3 separate regions of the Zea mays genome follow, and regions 1 and 3 are each linked to region 2. A link is a contact called in public Hi-C data. All regions are on one chromosome and are shown on one strand. Each heading gives the region's core, a stretch centred on a gene start, on an enhancer-like site or on the middle of the called end of the contact. The rest is flanking DNA. Distances are from core to core; before and after follow the strand shown. Region 1 holds the start of LOC103637015 (probable protein phosphatase 2C 12). Region 2 holds the start of LOC103635349 (protein SUPPRESSOR OF PHYA-105 1). Region 3 holds the start of LOC100275692.

What was found. A called contact is a pair of places that touch in the nucleus more often than the background predicts.
Region 1: a Hi-C map of leaf shows a contact between it and region 2, with 7 times the contacts expected there. The contact joins the promoter of LOC103637015 here to the promoter of LOC103635349 in region 2. A contact is called at or near these places in 7 of 25 Hi-C or Micro-C datasets (bundle sheath, ear, leaf and 1 more).
Region 3: a contact with region 2 is called in a Hi-C map of leaf, with 5 times the contacts expected there. The contact joins the promoter of LOC100275692 here to the promoter of LOC103635349 in region 2. A contact is called at or near these places in 6 of 25 Hi-C or Micro-C datasets (bundle sheath, ear, leaf and 1 more).

The regions. Positions count from the first base shown.
Region 1 is chr8:73,727,013-73,731,437 of Zm-B73-REFERENCE-NAM-5.0, forward strand. LOC103637015 (probable protein phosphatase 2C 12) reads right to left here and starts at 1,330. Exons shown (of 4, transcript XM_008659294.2): 1 at 1,294-1,330; 2 at 1,250-1,291; 3 at 1,110-1,247; 4 at 419-909. The coding sequence starts at 1,330. The coding sequence ends at 419.
Region 2 is chr8:73,511,224-73,515,067 of Zm-B73-REFERENCE-NAM-5.0, forward strand. It overlaps LOC103635349 (protein SUPPRESSOR OF PHYA-105 1), which reads right to left and starts at 2,234. Exons shown (of 7, transcript XM_008657827.3): 1 at 180-2,234. The coding sequence starts at 1,823.
Region 3 is chr8:73,293,122-73,297,393 of Zm-B73-REFERENCE-NAM-5.0, forward strand. It overlaps LOC100275692, which reads left to right and starts at 1,936. Exons shown (of 1, transcript NM_001149718.2): 1 at 1,936-3,105. The coding sequence starts at 1,990. The coding sequence ends at 2,868.

The DNA.
Region 1 (4,425 bases), core at 80-2,579, 210 kb after region 2:
TACCGAATGCGCCGTCAGGGTTCAGAGGGGTAGGTACTGACAGACCTTTTATCTTTTACGTCTTGAGAAGCTTCAGAGACTGCTGAGTTTATGATCCAAATCTCTACTAATCCTTAAGACGATACTGTAGACTAGGCACAACCATGCCCCCGTCTCCATCCCCACCGTCCGATTGCGATGCCATCCTCGCTCGCGCCTAGCGCCGGATCCGCCCCCGCATGCCTCATCTGCCATCCATCCTCGCACCCCCGCAAGCCTCGCTCCCGCTCCCGCCCCAGCATGCCTCGCTCCCGCCCCCGCCTCCATCCCTGCCATGCGCGCAGCCGCCTCCGTCCAACAACCATGCGGGATCCTCGCTCGCGCCTAGCGCCCGTCGTCCAACAGGGATCCGATCCCGCATGTTCAATCCAGTGATGGATCAGGAGGACTCACGAGGCACGTTGGGCTTCTGGTCGATGGTGAGCTGCACGGCCTTCAGGTAGCACGTCTCCGACACGGTCGCCAGCACGGCCCTGGAGTCACCGAGGTTGGCGACGATGAGGTCCTCCCCCTGCTTGGTGGCGCACACGGACATGGTGCCGCTGAAGTCACAGTCCACCCTGGCTTGGACCCCGAGCTCCCTGTCCATGGTCTCGAACGCGTTGGCGCAGGCCTCCCGCCACACCTCCAGCATCTGCGCCGGCGCCAGCGACGACCGCCCGCTGCGGCTGCCGTCCGTGGACGACAACGCCGTGGGCGACGCGTCGCTGAAGGCCGGGCCGTCCCTGTCGCCGTCGCCGTCGGAGCCTAGGAGCAGCGCGTTCCGCTGGCTCAGGATCATGAAGGGGAGGTGGTCCCTCGCCAGCTTGCTGACCAGCTGCCCGCAGCGGCCGTGCCCGTCGAACACGCCGTCCTCCATGCCGAATCCCTGGAGACGACAGATGAATCAGGATCCAGGATGCTAGCCACCGACGGTCCGTACGACGTCGACAAATTAAAACTCTTGGGTTGTTTCGCCGTCGTAGCAAACCCCAACAAAAAAACGGCGAGGAAATCCGAAACAGGAATCATCGCGATCTTTCCACCCCAACTGTACGGTGAATTGGTTGTGGCTGCTGTCTATTTACTCCCACTGTAGTACGGTGAATTGGTTGTGGTTGATGTGTATTTATCCAACCGTACGGTGAATTGGTGGTGGGTGGCTGCTGTGATTTTTTTCGTACTGGTAATTGGTAGGACAGTTCCTAGAATTTCTTGACCTCCCAGTTCAGCCCCAGGTCAAGCGCCTGGGCAAGGACCGCGGCGTTACCCCCGCGAGGAAGAAAGACCAGCAGAGAAATCTCTGTACCATCGATGCAAGGAAAAATGAAGTACAGTTGGTGGAGTAAATTTTTTTGAAGGGATTAAATATTTTTTTAACCCGAACAAACAAATCTCTGTACCGTGGAGGGTCGCAATTTGTGTTCCGTGGCATCACACGGGCATGTTCCTATCTTGAAGAAGACGGCTAAATTGGCGAGCCAAGCTAAGTAGTCAGAAACGGAACATTAATGGCACTGTCTTTTAATGGCACTGGCATAATGCTCCGCTAGACAGCTAAGTAGTCAGAAACGGAACATCACTAAACTCAAGAGGGCTGTGCACAGGAACTACAGTTACAGCATCTAAAAAATTCAAAATGTCAGACGACTTGCGAGGGAGGGTCACTGTGACCTTGGAACGAAATGTCCGTAAACTCTAATCATCATTCAACTAATTCAGTTTCAGATTGCTTCCTTCTGTAGAACTTCAGAGCTAGCTATGCGTCTCTCTGTTGTTAAAGCTGCATAGAAAATCTCTTATGCGCGACTTCTCCCAGCCTCGCCATCTAATTGGCCACAAAGCAAACACTGTTCCCAATAATGAAAAGGTCGATAACATTGGTTTCCATTAGTACGTTTTCAGACTACTGGCATTTTTTATCTGTAACCTCAGGAATAAGAAAGTTAAAGGTTAGTCTGCTGATTGCCCCAATACTCACTGTTTATTCGCTTGAATTGGTGCAGGCTGCTGGTATTTTTATCATGTTGTAACCTCAAGAACAAGAAAAAAGGTTCCAGATTGGTCCTCTGCAGAATCCTAATACTCACTGTTTATTGCTTTCAATTGGTCCATATGTAACACTACTGGTATCTTTATTTTGTTACTGAGGTTTGTATGAATGCATGTCTTTCACTAAAAAAGTTGAAGCTAAGCAACAATAGCAGCACCTGATCTTAAATATTTTGCTTTGGGGTCTGCAAACCTTTCTAAAAGAGGTATACTGGAGCAAAAGCCCATGTGATCATATATGAGCAAGCCACTGAGATGTTCAGTTGCTTTTAAATTATCTATTCCACCTAGTATTCAACCACTAATCTGAAAGGCCCTGTTTGTTTCCTTACTAGATCATATAAGTTCGATTATGGGAAAGTAAAATATTATTTTTTGGATCACAGATAAGCTGAAATAAGCTACCAAACGCTAGCTTATTTCAACTTATGGTTCCAAAGTAATATTGTACCTTCTTTACCCTTTCACCATAATTCAACTTATATAATTTAGTAGTGAAACATATACACACTAACATCTTCACAATGATCTAACCGTCGAACGGTAGAAGTGGAGCTTAGCAAATGTACCTGATAGACACATAATTGCCCTCACAGTCACAGTTTCATATAACTTCTCTGAATCGTGCACACAAAAGGCCTGTGCATTAGACTTTAATGTACGTTTATGTAGACAAGCTAAGTACTGATATACTAAAATCGCAACCTTGTATGTTGGAGTGCACTTGTCAGAATAATAGATCCAAGTTATAAGCACATTACTACTACAATACTACACAGTAGTTACTAGTGATCTACCGATGGCAATCGGCAAAAGCACAACTTGTGCATTACCATCTCATTTGCATGGCAGGTGCAGCCAAGGTATGAGGAATTACTACACAACACTACATTGATTTGGCCAAACGCTGGCATGCGAAACTAGAGTAGGGACGGGGGGATCGGAGAAGTAACGCGTACTGGTGGCGCCGACGAAGGCTAGGAGGAAGAATGAAACCGAAAGAGCGTGAGCCCGGGCGCGGTCTTGGACCTGGTCATGAAGTAGAGGAAGCCGAGGTAGGGGAAGAGCGAAACGGCGAAGAACTGAGAGGCCACGCTCTGGGAGTCCATTGTCGGCGCCCACGGCTCCACGTGCAACAGCCCGCACCGCACCACCGCCGCGCTCCTTGGCGCCCATCGCCTCGTGCTGCGGCGGGTGCGCCCTATGCCATAGCCTTTGCTAACGGTCGCTGCGGGTAACCGCCGTGCGCAAGGGCACGGCACGGCTGGGCGGCGCGGCGCAGGTGGTCTGCCGGGTTTAGGTGGCTCCCATTGCTCTCGACATAATTGCATATTTGGACTCTAAATATTGCGCTTCTCACAAATGTCATTCGAAAGATTTTCTTCGTAAAAAGGACTATAAATATATTCTAATTAATTATACTACCATTTAACGTGTATTGTTCCTTTTTATAATTTGTTTTCATGTATTTAACATCTAAAAGTCAAAATTGCCCCTACCTGTCCCTAGGTTCCTACTTTCCCTCGTTCAGCTTAGCGCTCCCTTGTTTAGTTTGACCTCTGCAACACCGTGCAAGAGAGCGATGTTAAGTTCTAGTAATTCGTTTGGTATTTTCTTTATTGAGCATGTGTTGGTCATTGGATTCGAACAGCTCGACAGCGAACAACTCACCTGTACGCGAATAGCTCGACACTTACAGTAGCATGAACATCATAGAGGACAACAACAATATCAAAATAAATGGATTCATCTCATAAATATTAAATAGCCACAAATAATAAATAATCATAACAATATCATGATTCACATCTCAGCACAAAGAGGTCATGAGTTTACATCAGAAAGGTTCACATCTCAGCAAAATAAAGACTTCACAAATCATTAAAATATCATTCATCCACTGTATAGCCTCCTCTGTGAAGTCATCTTTTTTGGACTTGACGTAGCTAGAATCCTCACAGGACTTGTGGTACTTGCCTGGGAAGAGCTGCCCTTTCCTAACAAGAACGCAAGTCGGCTGCACAAAAAATATAGCAATATTTAGGTATATATAAACATTATGTATCTTTTAAAGACAGTCCCTCTCTCTTTTACCTTCTAGTGATCCTTCCTGGACTATCTCGTAATATTTCTTCGCTAGTTGGTCTCTGTGATGTATTAAGTTCTCCTGTCTTAGCTTTTGTAACATTCCTTCTAGGTTGATTCCGCTTTCTACAAGGAAAATAAATAAATTATATAATAATATATTGTTTTATATTTTAGATGAAGAAAATTTATACTTGCCTCTTTTTGCGGTCCCATTGAGTGGACACTTGGAACTAGCTTGCCTGTGACCTTTTTCCCCACATCTAATGC
Region 2 (3,844 bases), core at 984-3,483:
GCATGTCAGAAGTCCAACAGCTCAGAGATTTTAGGTAAACCACTTGAATTTGCTAGTAAATGATAGTAATATACCACCCCGCAAAACTACAAATTGCAATTGCACAATGTCACATCACTTCTACAAAATCCAATTATGGATACTGCTGCAAAAAAATGGCACTTAAGTACTGGATATACCTCAAATAGAAGAACCCCAAGGCTATAGATGTTTGATGGGGGTGTGCCTTTAAATTGACTGAGCTCCTCTGGGCTTTTGTACCAGCTTTCCTCAATATTCCTCAATTCAAATGCTGGTTGTTGGGTTCCAGAACTAGATACATGCTGAGCACTGGACATATTGCTGCCATATGATTCGACGAACTTAAAATGTTCTCTGGTAGTGTAACTAAAATTTTCTTGCCTTGAAATACCTGGATCGTTATCTTCAATTTGATTGTCGCGTATTTTGTCAGTCAAAAATGTATTTGCCAGCCGCCTGACAGCAACTAAGCCTTGCTCACCAACCTTTTGATGCTTCAGCATCAAATTTCCATGGCCATTAGAGTCTTGGTAATCAATTCTATGGCCAAAAGCTCTTTTTCTACTCACAAGATCTTCTCTAGCAAACTCTTGTTTGATTGATGTTGGCAAATCTTGTGTGGTATAAGAACCGATATATTTAACTTGATTTGAAGATAGGATCGTAAAATATGATGGTCGCAAATGTTGTAAAGTAAAACCCTGTGCATGACAGTTATCCACAAGATCAAGGATCTGCTTAAACAAATGCAATTTCTCAAACTTGGACATCGTTTGCCGCCCAGGCTTAATCAGTTCCCTCAGGCTAGTTCCCTCAGAGTGGGATTTTGAAACATCTCCACTAGTACTGAAAAGCATGTCCACTCTGGCCACAGAATCATGAATTGAGGTAGGAATTGTCGGGATCTTGTCCAGAGGGTCTCTGGGTCTTGCATTAGCTTGCACTCGGATCTCCTCCCGTGCACGTTGGTATGCAACCCCTTTACCTTTTGATTTGCTTTTAAGCGGTGACCCTAGAACCCCAGATGGGGGTGCCACAGTCTTACTTCTCATCTGATCAAGAATCCTATTCGAGAAGCTGCTTACTTTAAGAGCGTTGTCCTGATTAGACCAAGGGGACAAGAGAATCTGCTGGCTGTGAAATGGCGTCTTGAACTCATTATTCACATATCCGACACGACTCGTAGGTGCCTCATTGCCAGACACATCGTTGTTCCTTGAGATGATATTGTTGGCAAGGCTCGTCGCCAGATTTTCCCTGCTAGAAGCATCACCAGCCCTCGAGCTTGCAATGTCGCCATAGCTCAGTGCGGCGTTTTCCCTGCTGGCCAAATAGCTGGTTCTCCGGGCCATCCGTGTGAAGTTACCCCACAGGCCCTTAATAACAGCAGGCCTATCCCCACCGCTCGTGCTCCCACCAGCAGAGGCTTCGGGCTGGGCAGCATCAGCGCTAATGCAGTTCTTCAATGTGAGCTCCTCCACCCTCTCTTCCGCGCCGTGGTCCACGCCGCGCTGCGTCACGCTGTCCGGCCTGGACTCGGAGTTGGACAGGCCGACGCTGGCGAGGCCCCTCGCGCCGTCCGAGCTGCCCGCGAACCCGCCCGGCGAGGTGAAGAAGGAGAAGTGCTCGGACCAGTCCATGTCCCGCGGAAGCGGCGTGGCCGGCATCTCCAGCGCCTCGCTGCCGGACGGCAGCGGCGGCGGCTGCTGCGCCGCCGCCGCGGGCTGCCCACTCTCCTTGGCGCCCTTGATCTGCACATCCTCGCCGCCGCCGCCCACCTCCGCCGCCGCCGCCCCTTCCATCGCACCAAACCTACCCTGCGCAAACCGCGCGGCGCCCGCGCAATAAGGTCACGGCGCACGGGCCCAGTCGCGCAAAAGCCGAAAACCAGCCCAGGACCGATTCAGTTCAGCGGCGGGGAGTCATGCGCTCGTACCTCGCGGCGGGCGCGCGCGCGCGGGCGCAGCAGGCCAGCAGAAGCGAGCCGCCCGCGCGGCGCATCCTCGCGCGCAGCGCCGCCACGAGCCCCCCCTCCCGCGACCGATTGGCTGCGGTTCCGGGGCGCGGGTCAGGATGATTCGCCCGATCCAAAGGGCGACACTCGCCGCGGCGAGCAGCGGCACGGGAATTTCCCGAAACGGAAAGTCGACTAGGCTCTCTCTCTCTCTCTCTCTCTCTCTCTCTCTCTCTCTCTCTCTCTCTCTCTCTCTCTCTCTCTCTCTCTCTCTCTCTCTCTCTCTCTCTCTCTCTCTCTCTCTCTCTCTCTCTCTCTCTCTCTCTCTCTCTCTCTCTCTCTCTCTCTCTCTCTCTCTCTCTCTCTCTCTCTCTCTCTCTCTCTCTCTCTCTCTCTCTCTCTCTCTCTCTCTCTCTCTCTCTCTCTCTCTCTCTCTCTCTCTCTCTCTCTCTCTCTCTCTCTCTCTCTCTCTCTCTCTCTCTCTCTCTCTCTCTCTCTCTCTCTCTCTCTCTCTCTCTCTCTCTCTCTCTCTCTCTCTCTCTCTCTCTCTCTCTCTCTCTCTCTCTCTCTCTCTCTCTCTCTCTCTCTCTCTCTCTCTCTCTCTCTCTCTCTCTCTCTCTCTCTCTCTCTCTCTCTCTCTCTCTCTCTCTCTCTCTCTCTCTCTCTCTCTCTCTCTCTCTCTCTCTCTCTCTCTCTCTCTCTCTCTCTCTCTCTCTCTCTCTCTCTCTCTCTCTCTCTCTCTCTCTCTCTCTCTCTCTCTCTCTCTCTCTCTCTCTCTCTCTCTCTCTCTCTCTCTCTCTCTCTCTCTCTCTCTCTCTCTCTCTCTCTCTCTCTCTCTCTCTCTCTCTCTCTCTCTCTCCGTCCGACCCGCCTCTGCGCTACCCCTTGCGAGTTGCGACTTGCGGGCGAGCGTGGCGTGCTGGATGGAAGGGAAGGGAGGGAAGCGGTGGAAGGAAGGGCGAGGAGGAAGTCGAGTAGTCGGCTCGGCAGTCGCTCATGGGTGGGGAAACGAGCTCTGCTTTTTGCTTTCTTTCGCGCGTGGCAGCCTGTTGCAACCCTGGCCGCTTGTTTCGGCCAGGAATCCTGTAGCTCGGTGCGGGTTCTGTGTCTGTGGTGCCGGGGCAACCAGCCACCACCCACTCGTGGAAAGGCAATATATAATCCGTTTAACTTTTTAAAATTAAGTTTGATACGAAAATTAAAAATTGAAAGCTATATTTAAAATATATAGTAGGCTAGACGATATCACTAACAAAATTAATAATAGTACTAAAATGGAAATTTCAAAATCATACTTAAAGTATATCATATGTTTCGGCCAGGAATCCTGTAGCTCGGTGCGGGTTCTGTGTCTGTGGTGCCGGGGCAACCAGCCACCACCCACTCGTGGAAAGGCAATATATAATCTGTTTAACTTTTTAAAATTAAGTTTGATACGAAAATTAAAAATTGAAAGCTATATTTAAAATATATAGTAGGCTAGACGATATCACTAACAAAATTAATAATAGTACTAAAATGGAAATTTCAAAATCATACTTAAAGTATATCATATGTTGAACGATAAACGTGAATATCATCATAGCCTTTTAGTCCAAATAAGTTGTGGTAGACTAGAATTAAAACACAACAAGATATCACTAAAATGAGAAAGAGAGAAAGGCGAGAGGAAAAGTTTTGAGAGCACTAAAAGAAAAATAGCCTAATTATGGTTCGGATACGTGGATAACTTCTTTCCAATTATTTCTAACCAAACACTGTTGTAATATTAGAGAAACAAGTGACATGCTTCCTTTATATTTAAATAAATTAAATATTCTAATTCCGAATAAAACAAGCATATAACTCGGATAAATGCCATATGTAATT
Region 3 (4,272 bases), core at 686-3,185, 220 kb before region 2:
TATTTCCAAATTTTATAGGGGTCAGCTGAACCCAACAAAAACCCTTGGCTTCGCCCCTGCCCCGACCTGGACCGTGTCGGCTTGCCCACCCACGTCCCACACCAAGCTATCGGGTGCATCTCTCCGCCATGCACCAGGTCAAAACTGCCCCCACGTGTAAGTCAAACTCCCGATCCAACAACCAATCTCCAGCACGGGACGCAAGCAATAAATTAAGGTTTTGTTTTTTTTGTGTAAATATTTCACAGAAATAGCATAAAAAACCCGCCCAGCCACTGGACCGCGTGCACATGCGCAGGCGCATGCATACATATTCTATTTTTATGGTAGATCCCATAATTATGGCAAATCGTGAGAGTTTTCATTGCATGCACGCACAAATTGGATGACTCCATAAATAAAGGATCACTAGAACAATCATGCAACTAGGCTCGTTAGAAGCAGTTTGTGATAATTGCTAATATTAATTATGTTATACGGTATATGTATTTATACAATTCGGTACACTACGTAAAAATCTGTTTCCTACTACATGTGCATAAATTTAGGATGACAGTAACGTGTGATGAATGGAAATTGATAAGCATGCATGGAAATAATAAAATATTAATTTTAAATGTTATATTTCCTACATAAATATAAGATTGGTCTAACAACCATGCAGCTATGCTCGTTACAACCAGTTTATGATATATACTGATACTAATTATGCTACACTGTATTGATAATTATGCAATACGGAACGCTGCATAAAAATTGCAATGTGGTAAACGGGTAGACATATCTCTAGATTCGAGCGTAAAAACCTTAAGTTTTGAACGTAAAACCCCTCAACTATGAGCATAATTACTGAGCCATGTGAGAGAGGTTGATAACTCTGGTGCGTTATATTCACGATCCTATTTTTAGTGGATCCAAAAATTATAGGAGTCGAATGCATGCAGTTTCTATTTTTATACAAATCCAAAAATTATGGCAGATCGTGAGAGTTTCCATTGCATGCGCATAAATTTTAGATGATATTTTCGTTTCCATTACACACATGAAAAAAAAGATGACATAATTAATGCAGAGCATAAATTCTTATATAAAGTCGCATAAATACATATAACATGTAGTATAATTGATAAGAAAATATAATATCGATTCAACTAGGAGCCTCCGCGGGAATTATGGACAATTTTATGGTAGACGTAAAAATGGTATTCATCGTCGTAAAAATCATCACTGGAATGTATAAATAGTATAAATAAAAGACATAAAACATAATCATCGATGACATAAACATGGATCGGATAGTTCGTTGCCGCGCCGTAGGACAATCACGATGCCGCTAGATCAAAGGACGTGGCCGAAGCCACCAGATCGAAGGACGCCAGAGCCACCCACGCCTCGCGTGGCTGCCATCGCTAGAGACGACCGCACCTTGCGCGTCCGCCGGAGCGATCCACGTCTTCCATGGCCACCACTAGGATTGTCGAAGTCTATCGCACAACCGCCATCGCCACTGGGCCTAGGGCGCGCCGCCGGTCGCCCGTCTCGGGGCGGCACCGCTGCTGGCCTCGGGATCGCCGCCGCTCACGTCCGAGGGAACCGTCTCCATCGCTCGCACGCCCGAGGGAACCGTCACCGCCCCTAAAATCTAATCTCTGGCGGTCTGAGTTGTTTTTATAGCCGCTCACCTGATTCGGCTGAACCGGATGGCACGGTTGGGCCAATATTTTCATTAGTTATTGTAAGCCCGGGCTTATAATATACTATATGTCGCGCGCAGTAACTCTACATGGCACTCCAGTTAAGTAACGTTAGGAAGAGACGTCAGTATCTCGCTTCAAAACCTGATCCAAAACGACCCCGGTTCCCTATAACCACTGTCAGGCCATCGGCGAGAAGGATAACGTACGTAACGCACGCGCACACACCTAAATTAAGGTTGTCCGATGCCGCGACCAGCGATTCAGCGGCCTGGATTATGCGTGCCATCAGCCGATGGCATCCGGCGCCTCGACGCGATCGAGCGCCATGCCGCCATCCGCCGCGTATAAAAACAAGCCCCGGCCGGCGCCGAGGAGCGTCCCAGCCACCGCACCCTCACGACTATGCATGGGGACCAAACGCTGCTGCGTCGTCGGCGTCCGAGCACGGGGACCGGACGCGAGCAGTAGCGACGACATGCGGGAGCCCAGGAGCGCTACGATGTTGGACGACGGCGACGACGACTTCACCTTCGCCGCCGCCCATCCGCCTCCCCGTCTACTACCTGCAGGCGCCGGCGGCGGATTCGTGGGGCCGCCGCTGCTGTACCCAGTCTTCGGGCGCCCGAGGTCCCCGCCGCGGGTTGCTGATCCAGCGGAGCCGGAGCCGGAGCCGGACACGGCCACCGCGCGGGTGCCGCTAGGACGGCATCTGGCGGTGGACAGGAGGAGGGATCCGGCACCGGCACCGCTGCCAGCTCCCGCGGACGACGACGACGACTCGGTGCCGGCGGAGACGTTCTGCCCGTGGTCGCCCGGGTGGTCGGCGGCGGCGGCGTCGCCGGCGCGGTGCAAGAAGAGCGGCTCCACGGGGTCCGTGCTCCGGTGGCGGCCCCGGCTCGCCGTCGGGCGGAGCCAGAGCGACGGCAAGGAGAAGTTCGTCTTCTTGAGTGCCGGCGGTGGCTCTTCTGGGCGCCGGAGCCAGAATGGGCGAGGCGTCGCCGCGCCCGGAGGTGGTGCCACTGCCGGTGCCCCCCACGCCTGGAGCTGCTACGTCAACGACAATAAGTCCGGTGGCGGCGCGCGCCGCAGGTCGTTCCTGCCGTACAAGCGGGACCTCGTCGGGCTGTTCGCCAACGCCGCCGTGTTCCGCCGGAGCTACCTCCCGTTCTGATATGATATATGCACTATTGTACTGTACACCCAGAGGTAATGGTTTGACCATCATCAGTTTACTGGCGTACTGCAGTGGGCTCGATGGCAGCTTATACTTGTCATAGCCGGTCAGCCGTGCAGTCCATCCATTACCCAGCACATTTCCCTCCTAGGTTTTGCTTCATGCATGTTTTGCTTGTAGAGGAAGGTGTGGTACATGCATATGTGTGTATATACATTTGGATTATGCATGCCAGTAGGCTGTTCAGAAGGAATGGAAAAGGCCGTGTCAGACAATGCTCTTGGACTTGTTTGTTTTGATTGATCCGAGTTGGTAGCTAGCTGCTAGCGTAGCGATGCTCTCTACCTGTCTGCTCCATGACTACATACATACTCGTCGTGTGTCCTAGCTTGACCTGCTGTTAGTTGCCTGACGACGTATTGCAGTACGAAAATCTCAGAGGTGACTAGACTGCTTAACCACCACTGAGAAAAATGGCGCATAAATAGCCGACGGCGCCCCAACTTATAAGCGACTCTATCCGGTCTCAGTTTCCTCGGCATACTACTCTCTTTGTTTTTTTTTTTAATATGAAGCTAGTTGGAGTCGTTTTCCATGGTGGCCCGTGCAGCGTGCTACACCAAACAAGCAATTAACCCTCGTTGGTCGCTCATGTCGCAAGCTGGTTAGCCGGCGATGCCGATGAGTCGATCGTCTCCGGCCGGCCGTCCCTCGATCGGTGGCCTCAGCTACGCTACGCAGGCGGCGGCCGAGGTCGACCGAACGAAGCAGTCAAGCAGCGCTCGGACTAGGACGTAGCTAGCGCTAGCAGTAGCCGCTGACGAGAGCGAGGGATCCGAATGCGTGGCTCTCAAACGCCGCCATTAATCTAGTGGTGGCCCGGGGGACGGCCACGGCCGGCGGCGTGATTAGGAAGCCGAAGCCTGCAGCTACAGCAGTGTGGTGGCTATCGAAGGCTACAAGCCCGGCCGCCGGACGTTAATGCCAGACGCGGACCCGTCACGCGACCCAAAAACGATGGCGCGCGCGCGAGCCTGTGCCTGTCTGTCCTAGACGGCCTCCTACCTGTGTGCAGTGTTCTTGATCAGATCAGTTGCAGGTTTGCTCCTCTGTTCGTCGCGGCACGCAGCCTCGGAGTAGAGGCTCTGGGTCGGTGGATGGAAACCGCCTGCCGAGTGCCGAACGAGAGAGAGATGCATGGGTCGATATGTGTAGCGAAGAAGACAAGATCGAGCTGCGGAACTTTGGCAGACGCGATGGATGGTCATCTGATGGGTGGCCAATAGAAATGTGGTGCTAAAGTTTAATACTTGTACCCAAACAGCTCTGTCAAGTGCTAAAGTTTAGCAAAAATTTAGCAGTTATTAAGTGCATTTTTCTTAACTTAGGGAGCACAACATG